Linked DNA regions of Capra hircus: region 2 is linked to region 1. The links are chromatin contacts, called in public Hi-C maps. All regions are on one chromosome and are shown on one strand. Each heading gives the region's core, a stretch centred on a gene start, on an enhancer-like site or on the middle of the called end of the contact. The rest is flanking DNA. Distances are from core to core; before and after follow the strand shown.

What was found. Hi-C and Micro-C count contacts between places; a contact is called where the count stands out from the background.
Region 2: a Hi-C map of blood shows a contact between it and region 1, with 2.4 times the contacts expected there. The contact joins the promoter of FBXO7 here to the promoter of PWP1 in region 1. A contact is called at or near these places in 4 of 5 Hi-C or Micro-C datasets (blood and liver).

The regions. Positions count from the first base shown.
Region 1 is chr5:69,609,970-69,613,709 of ARS1.2, reverse strand. It overlaps PWP1 (periodic tryptophan protein 1 homolog), which reads right to left and starts at 1,632. Exons shown (of 15, transcript XM_005680583.3): 1 at 1,396-1,632. The coding sequence starts at 1,467.
Region 2 is chr5:69,780,772-69,784,511 of ARS1.2, reverse strand. It overlaps FBXO7 (F-box only protein 7), which reads right to left and starts at 2,153. Exons shown (of 9, transcript XM_018048222.1): 1 at 1,392-2,153. The coding sequence starts at 1,513.

The DNA of each region.
Region 1 (3,740 bases), core at 383-2,882:
TTCTTTCTGGGACTTTGCAGAATAAATCCAATTTCTTCTTCCTACAAACTCTTAAGCAACGGTTCCCAAATCTGTCTCACATTAGAATCACCTGAAGAACTCTTAAATCTCAGACTATACTCCAAACTAAATAAATCACAATACTTGGAAGCTGGTAGTTTTTGAAGCTCCCCAGGTGGTTTCAATGTGTGGACATGTTTGGAAATCAGTGTCCTCAAGTATCTGCAAGTCTCTGGTGCCCTTTTAACAACTCTTGCTTTCTTCAATAATTTTTAATATATTATTTCCTGTCCCTATTCTATATGCATGTTCAGTCTTGTCCAACTCTGCAATCGGATGGACTGTCCTCTGCCACGCTCCTCTGTCCATGGGATTCTCTAGGCAAGAATACTGGAGTGGGTTGCCATGCCCTCCAGGGGGATCTTTCCCATCCAGGGATAGAACCTGCCTCTCTTACGTCTCCTGCATTGGCAGGTGGGTTCTTTACCATTAGCGCTGCACTGAATGCCTACCATGTGCCAAATGCTGGCGAAACTGGAGAATTAAACAGTCTATGTCCTGGTGGAACTGGCTCAATAACCTGAAACAAACACTATCCCGCCCGTTTTTTTCATTAACATTTATCACTGACAAAGTATTATATATGCACATGTCAACTCCATAAAGGCAGGGACTTTTCCTGTTTTGTTCATGCCTATCCCAGGACCCTGAACAATGCTGGGAACAGAGAAAGCACTTCGTTAAACATCTGTTGAATAACGTAGGTAATCTCGGCTACAGACTCAGTCTCTCCTGTAGGCTTTTCCCTTTCATAACGTGTCACCGTTTACCTCTACCCGCCGCCCTCCATGGCCTCATCAACATTTCATTTGCACTACTGCGAGAATTCCTAATTCAATTCTCGAGCTCACGACACCGTAGTCTCCACACCAGTTTTTCTACACCACGGTTTTCATCCAGTTCATTCCTCTAAACGCCGAGCGGAGGAGGGGAAAGTGGAGTTTCACATACGTGCCCCCTTTTCCCGATTTGCCTGAAAACGCTCTAGGGTGACGGCAGACTATGTGGCGTCGTCAAGAGGTCTCGCTGGACGTTGTCAGCAAGCACCATCCCGCCTCCTTCCAGCCCACGAGGTCCACAGGCGTGCGAATCGCCGGGGGTGGGGTGGGTCGGGCTCGGGGGGAAGGGACAGCGAGGAGGCGCTTGGGCCAGGAGTCCCAGACCCTCGGAACCACGGCCCTACCACGACAAACAGGCCACAGCCGGCCCCACCCCCCGTCAGTCCCGCCAGCGGCGCCGGGGCCGCGCGTTCCCGGTCCAGGTTCCCAGGCGACGCTGACCCAGGATGCTGCAGAGAGGCCGCTCCCCCTATACCTCGGAGCGACCGGGCCTCACCTTGTCTGGCGTCTCTTTGGCCACGCCGCAGCGGACCCAGGCCACGCATGTCACCTGGCGGCTGCGGTTCATGGTCTTCAGCTCGAGGCCTCACGCTACAGACTTGGCCTCGGTGGGTCTGGAAACCCCCACCGCCCTTTGGCCAGCACGCTCGGTGAAGGGCTCCCAGCCGCAGCTTGGGGCAGAGCGCAGGCGCCGGCGGCCACCTGTTCCTTAGGGGTCGGCGCCCGCTTCTGACGTCATTCGAAAGCGGCGAACGGGAAAGGGGTGGGGAAAGATTTGGTATCCGAGGCAGCGGGGTTAGGAGGGTTGTGTACAGTGGTGTGAATGGGTTTTACAAGACATCCGTGACGGTGTCTATGGGCTTCGTGGGAGTAATGAATAAATAAATGAAATTGGAACGGTAAAGGTCAGAGCCAGATTTACACCAACCTTTATTTTGCCTCCATATTCTTAGAGCTGACAATGGTAGAGTTTTAGGTTTGTTTTTAAAAGGTTTCTCCAAAATGAACTTTTTTTTTCCCTTCTCTGGCTGGGCGGTAGGGCTTGTGGGATCTTGGTTCCCCAAGCTCGGCAGAGCAGTGAAAGCCCCAGCCTTACACTGGATGACCAGGGAATTCTCCTAAATGAATTACCATTTCAAGGAGATAGTTCAGCTATTACATTTCATTACATTCTTGCATGTTGCTTATATACTAAGTACAAGGTAGTGGTTGTAGCAGCAGCAAACACAAAGTGCTTGATATATACAGGAGGCACCATTTTAAGTGCCTTATGTAAACTTGGTAACTTCTTAACACTTTGTGGGAGATCTTAGGGGGAATATTATCTTTCCCAAGGCCGCACAGGTAGCAAGTAGCTAGGATACTGTCAACTACAAATTGGCACTTATCATGGGCACTTGCTTCCTTGGTGGCTCAGATAGTAAAGAATCTGCCTGCAACGCGAGAGACCTGGGTCTGATCCCTGGGTTGGAAAGATCCCCTGGAGGAGGAAATGGCAATCCACTCCAGTATTCTTGCCTGGAGAATCCCATGGACAGAGGAGCCTGGTGGGCTACAGTCCATGGGGTTGCAGAGTCAGATATGACTGACCAACTAACACTTTCACACACTATGGACACTTGCCATCTACCTCTACAAGAATTAAATCATGATGGGCTTCTGTAGCTGCTGACCTTCAATACACTGTGAAACTAGTTCAGGGTGGGGAGCAGAAACAAGGCTGTTTGTGCTGGGAAAAACTGGCAGGACAGGTCATCAGGTAGTTAGATATTTTCAAGAGCTCATTTTCTTGGCTGTGTGACTGTCTTGTCACTTGCCCTCTGAGTTTTCATCTCTCTCCCCTACATCTGAGACTGGCAAGCAAAACAGGAGGGTGGTTGCTATGGAGAGAGTGGGGGCAAAGAAAACCGGTAGCATATGCTCTGCCCCAGTTTTATTGTCAGAATGGGCTGTCCACATATGGGATCAATTTGTGGGCAGTTTGTAACACATTTTCCTCACATACAATAGTTTGCTTGGTTTTGCAACAATATTGATGAAATATGATGAAAAATTACCTCCATTTAATTTTTTCCAATATTTTGGCTGCACCATGTGCCTTGCAGCATCTCAGTTCCCTGACCAGGGATTGAACCCTGGCTGCAGGAGTGAAAGCCCAGAATCCTAACCCCTAGGCCAACAGGGAACTCCCCCTCTATTTTAAAGGTGAGGAAATTCAGCAATGAAAAGCCTTACTACCATGAGATCACACTCAGGGACTGGCAGAACTACAACTAGACAACAGCAACTTTGTACACTCAGCTGGACCCCCTTGGAACTCGCCCAGCCCTGGGAGGGATCCTCTCAGGTGTGAAATGCGAATCCCTAGGGTAGGCTGAGTATGTGTTCATCTCTTCCAGGACTGTTTCTCTAAACCGATTCCTCTGTAGCTTCTTTGCTTTTGGTCCATTTTATTTAAAAAAAAAACCTTTTATTTATATTTATTTACTTATTTGGCTGTGCCTGCTCCTAGTTGTGACATGTGGGATCTTTAGTTGTATTCGAACACTTAGTTGCAGAATGTGGGATCAAGTTCCCTGACCAGGGATTGAACCCAGGCTTCCTGCATTGGGAGCACAGAGTCTTAGCTGCTGGATCACCCGGGAAGTGCCCTGCTTTTGGCCCATTTTTAAAGGTGGTATGACAGGCTGTATTTTTTCAGAAATGACTGCAACAATATCTTCCTTCAGACGTGTTTTTCCACTCTGTGTTCTTGATGCTCCCCCATCAAAACCTGGCCTCTAACTCTATCCACCCCAGCCTTGAGTTTGGATAGGCTTATGACTGCTTGGACCAATATAC
Region 2 (3,740 bases), core at 904-3,403, 170 kb before region 1:
AAAAACAAACCTGAAAGAGAAACTAACTTGGGCTCTTGAGTAAACAAAGCTAGTCATATTGGGTTTCACATCCTTTCCAGATTGTCCCACCTAATTAAAAAGTGATATGTATACATATATACAAGCTATTTTTAAAACAGAAGTTAATTTTGATAATTTGTAGCGGGATAATGATACCAGTATGCAAAACACTTAGGCTTAACATCAAGAAAAAACAATAGACGTGTCAATTACTATAACACTTAAAAGGAATTTTGCCAGTATCTCATTTTCTGTATTTATGTTTTTAATTTGGAGGGGAAAAAAAGGCTTACTATGAATGTAACGTCCTAAACTGAAAAATGAAAGAGTGAGACGTTCATAATAAAACCTCATTTTACTGAATTTCCTAAAAATAAAATGTAAGTTTATAAAAGTCTTACGAAAGGAGTCAGTTACCAGGTTTTCTTTTGAAGAATTCACCTAAAAAGCCCCAGTGAACACCTTCTGTACTTTTTCTCAGCACACTCAAATTCCAAATTCGCTAGCTCAGGATTTGAAGAGGACCACCCTCACTTTTGTCCCTCTACTCCCAGGTTATGGTCTCCAAGATACCCAGGACAGCCTCATCTGCAACCCCATAAATACAGAATTTGATCCATTATTTCTCAACGTCACTGTCCCCAAACTGCAAGCTCTCCAGGGTCATCATAAGGCCAACGTTTACCATAGTTTCCATTACAAAAAAAAAAAAAAAAAAAAGCAACATCTTGGCCAGGAAAATAATATTATTTGAAACAGACCGACATGCTGCACTTCGCAAAACTTTCCAGCGGGAAAGTCAAAGTGCCCACAGCGGCGCGCGGCAGGTAAACACTTAACGGAGTTTTAAGCGGACTGCAGGCTGGTAGTCCGAAAGCAGCGGTACAGGCTACAGGTGGCCTCGTATCTCCATATGAGATACGAAGCAGGTTTTTAACTCCTAACACTTTACAAACTTTTTCACTGAAATATTCCGACAGCTGGAGATGGTGAACTTAAATCCCTGGGAGTCTGAAGAGGTTTAACCTAAGCCAAACCCGTAATTTCCCAGCTCACATCTCAAAAGACTCGGGAATTTTGCATCTTAGCCTCTCCCTGCGTTCGTTTACTGCAAACACGGAAGCGAAGGCTCACCCTGGATGAGCTCGGAGCCCTCGGGACGCTGGGCCATGACCTCCGGGAGCCGGGACCCCGCGAGCTGCAGCCCTCGTTCCCGCTCCCCGCCTGGCCCGCGTCACAGTCCCGGGGTGCGGGCCCCGCCCGCCGGCCGCCCCGCCTCACGTGACCGCCCGGCGCGGGCCCGCGCCCCTGGGCGCTCCTCCCCGCCCCGCCGCGTCCCCACCCCCACCCCGCCTCTCCGCGGCGCCTACCTGTACCCCCAGGTGGGCAGCAGGGCCTGGCTCAGGTGCGCGCGCAGCTGCCCCAGAGTCGGCTCCGCTTCTGGCATATCCAGAGGCCAGGTCCGCTTCTGAAGCCGGACCCGCAGCTTCATGGCGGCCGCGAGAGGACTCAGCGGCCCGGACCACCGAGGCGGCGACGGTAACTACGGAGCGGCCGGGGAGCTCCCGCCTACAGCGGCCACTACCGTAGCTATGGAGATACTGAGGTGTAACCGACGGAGGACCCCGCCGAGCTGGTCTCTGGAACAGGAGCGCTCCGCCCCTTCTCTTGAGGGCGCCCCCTGGAGCCCACCGGCGAGCAGACCGCTGGCGGCCAACACGGGTCCAGGCCGCTCGGGAACTCACGATCGATGACTCGGCGCGCAACGGCGCCACCTGAGAGCGCGCTTTGAGTTCTGCGCAGGCGTGGAAGCTGCCGCGGAGCGCAGGGGTCGCGGCACTTGTGCAGCGGTGTCTCTTGTCTCCGCCTTTCCTAGAGAACGTTAACGCTGAAAGGGATGCTACAGATCAGACTACTCGCCACTCCGCAAGGCCAGGTGTCCTGGTTCTTACTCCACTTCCTCCGTGGCTCCAGCACCATTCGCACCCATCAGCACCCAGATTCTGATAGTTTCCACGTTACAGCAAACTTAAAACAATTTGTAGGGACTTCCTGTGGGCCAGTGGCTGAGACTCTGCGCTCCCAAAATGGGGGGCCCTGTTCAATCCATGGTAAGGGAACTAGGTTCCACATGCGGCCCAGACCCAGGGTGGCCAAATAAATATTTATTTAAAAACAAAACAAAACATTGTAGGCGGTGATCTACGTCGGAGAGTATATTGGCAACCTGTCGCTGCCAATAATCACCCCAAAGCTTAACTGCTTAGGACAACAAACATTTTTCACACAGGTTCTGTAGATCGAAAATTTGGTCATGACTTGGCTGTTTGGTTCTGTCTTGGTCTCTCGTGAGATTACAGTCAAGATGTAGGTCAAGCAGCCTTGACCTGCAGTTATCTGAAATCTTGACTCGGGCTGGAGGATCTCAATCGCATGACTGTTGACCTTGTTTTTTTCTGTTGAGGCCTTAGTTTTTCACGCTATGGGCCTCCCCATGGGGCCGCTTGAGTGTCCCAAGGGCATGGTGTCAGAGTGTCCCTCACTTCCCCCAGAGCCAGTGATCTCAGAGAGACCAAGGCAGAAGCCGCAGTGTCTTTTATGATCTCTTCTCAGAAGTCACATACCATCACTTCACTCGTTCAACCAAGACTTCCGTGTGGGAGAATCAACCCGAAGGCATGAATACCAACAGACAGGGATCACTGGGGTCCATCTAGGAGTCTAGTTACCACAGAGGCTTGGCAATAATGACGATGATCTCTTAAATGAGGAAAAGAGTATTGTCACTTTTCATCCTTGTAAAGATAGCCATTTTCCAAATCATAAAAAAGAGTTGAATAACGTTTCTTCCAATAGGTGGCAGCACTTGTCCACATTCTGACCATTCACTCGATAAATATATACCGATCACCTCTTTTGTGCCAGAGTATCCTTGGTCCTGAGAAGACAAGTTCCTACCCATGCAGAGCTTACAGGGAAGTGAATCGACTTTTGTGGTAGAGCGTAAAAAGTGTCTTGTTTATGATGGAGATAAGAACAGTGCTGGGGACTGGGATACATAGGGAAGGGTGGTTGGCCAGGAAGGTTCTTGAGTGGCAAGCGATATGAAATTGAGAAAGGACGGATGACAGGACCAGGGTGGCTTGATGTGGCCAGAATGGACACAGTGGCTCAATGTGGACGGAGTGGGTATATCGCAAATAAAGAAGAGCCTCAAGCTAAGCAAAGGATTTGGGAAACATCCTAGAAAATGCGTAGGAAGCCACTGAAGAGTTTTAAGCAAGGGAGGCTTCATCTATCAGAGTTCTTAGCTCTGAGCAATAGAGGCTAACTCTGACCAAACAGAAAAGCAGCAAATGAAAAGGATAATGGATAGTTCTGGGATTCTGGGATGGCCTGAAGAAGTGACTCCAGGTTAAGCTTCTAGGAGGATGCTCAGAACCACACTGAAGAACTGGCCTGATGAGGAAACTATCTTGACTGGTAGTCGCCCCACCCCATCCTGGATGGAAGCTGCTGTCACTGCTGCCGGGAACTGCTGGGGAATGGCTGCCACCTCCAAATGCCACATGATTTTACACCAACGAAATGCCAAACTTCCAGATGAACCTATATCCTCACCTCACTCACTTTGAAATTGAAACTTCAATGCATCTGGGATGCATCTGCTTAAGGGAAACTGAGGCCTGAAAACTGAGGGAAACTCCTGGCCAGAAGAG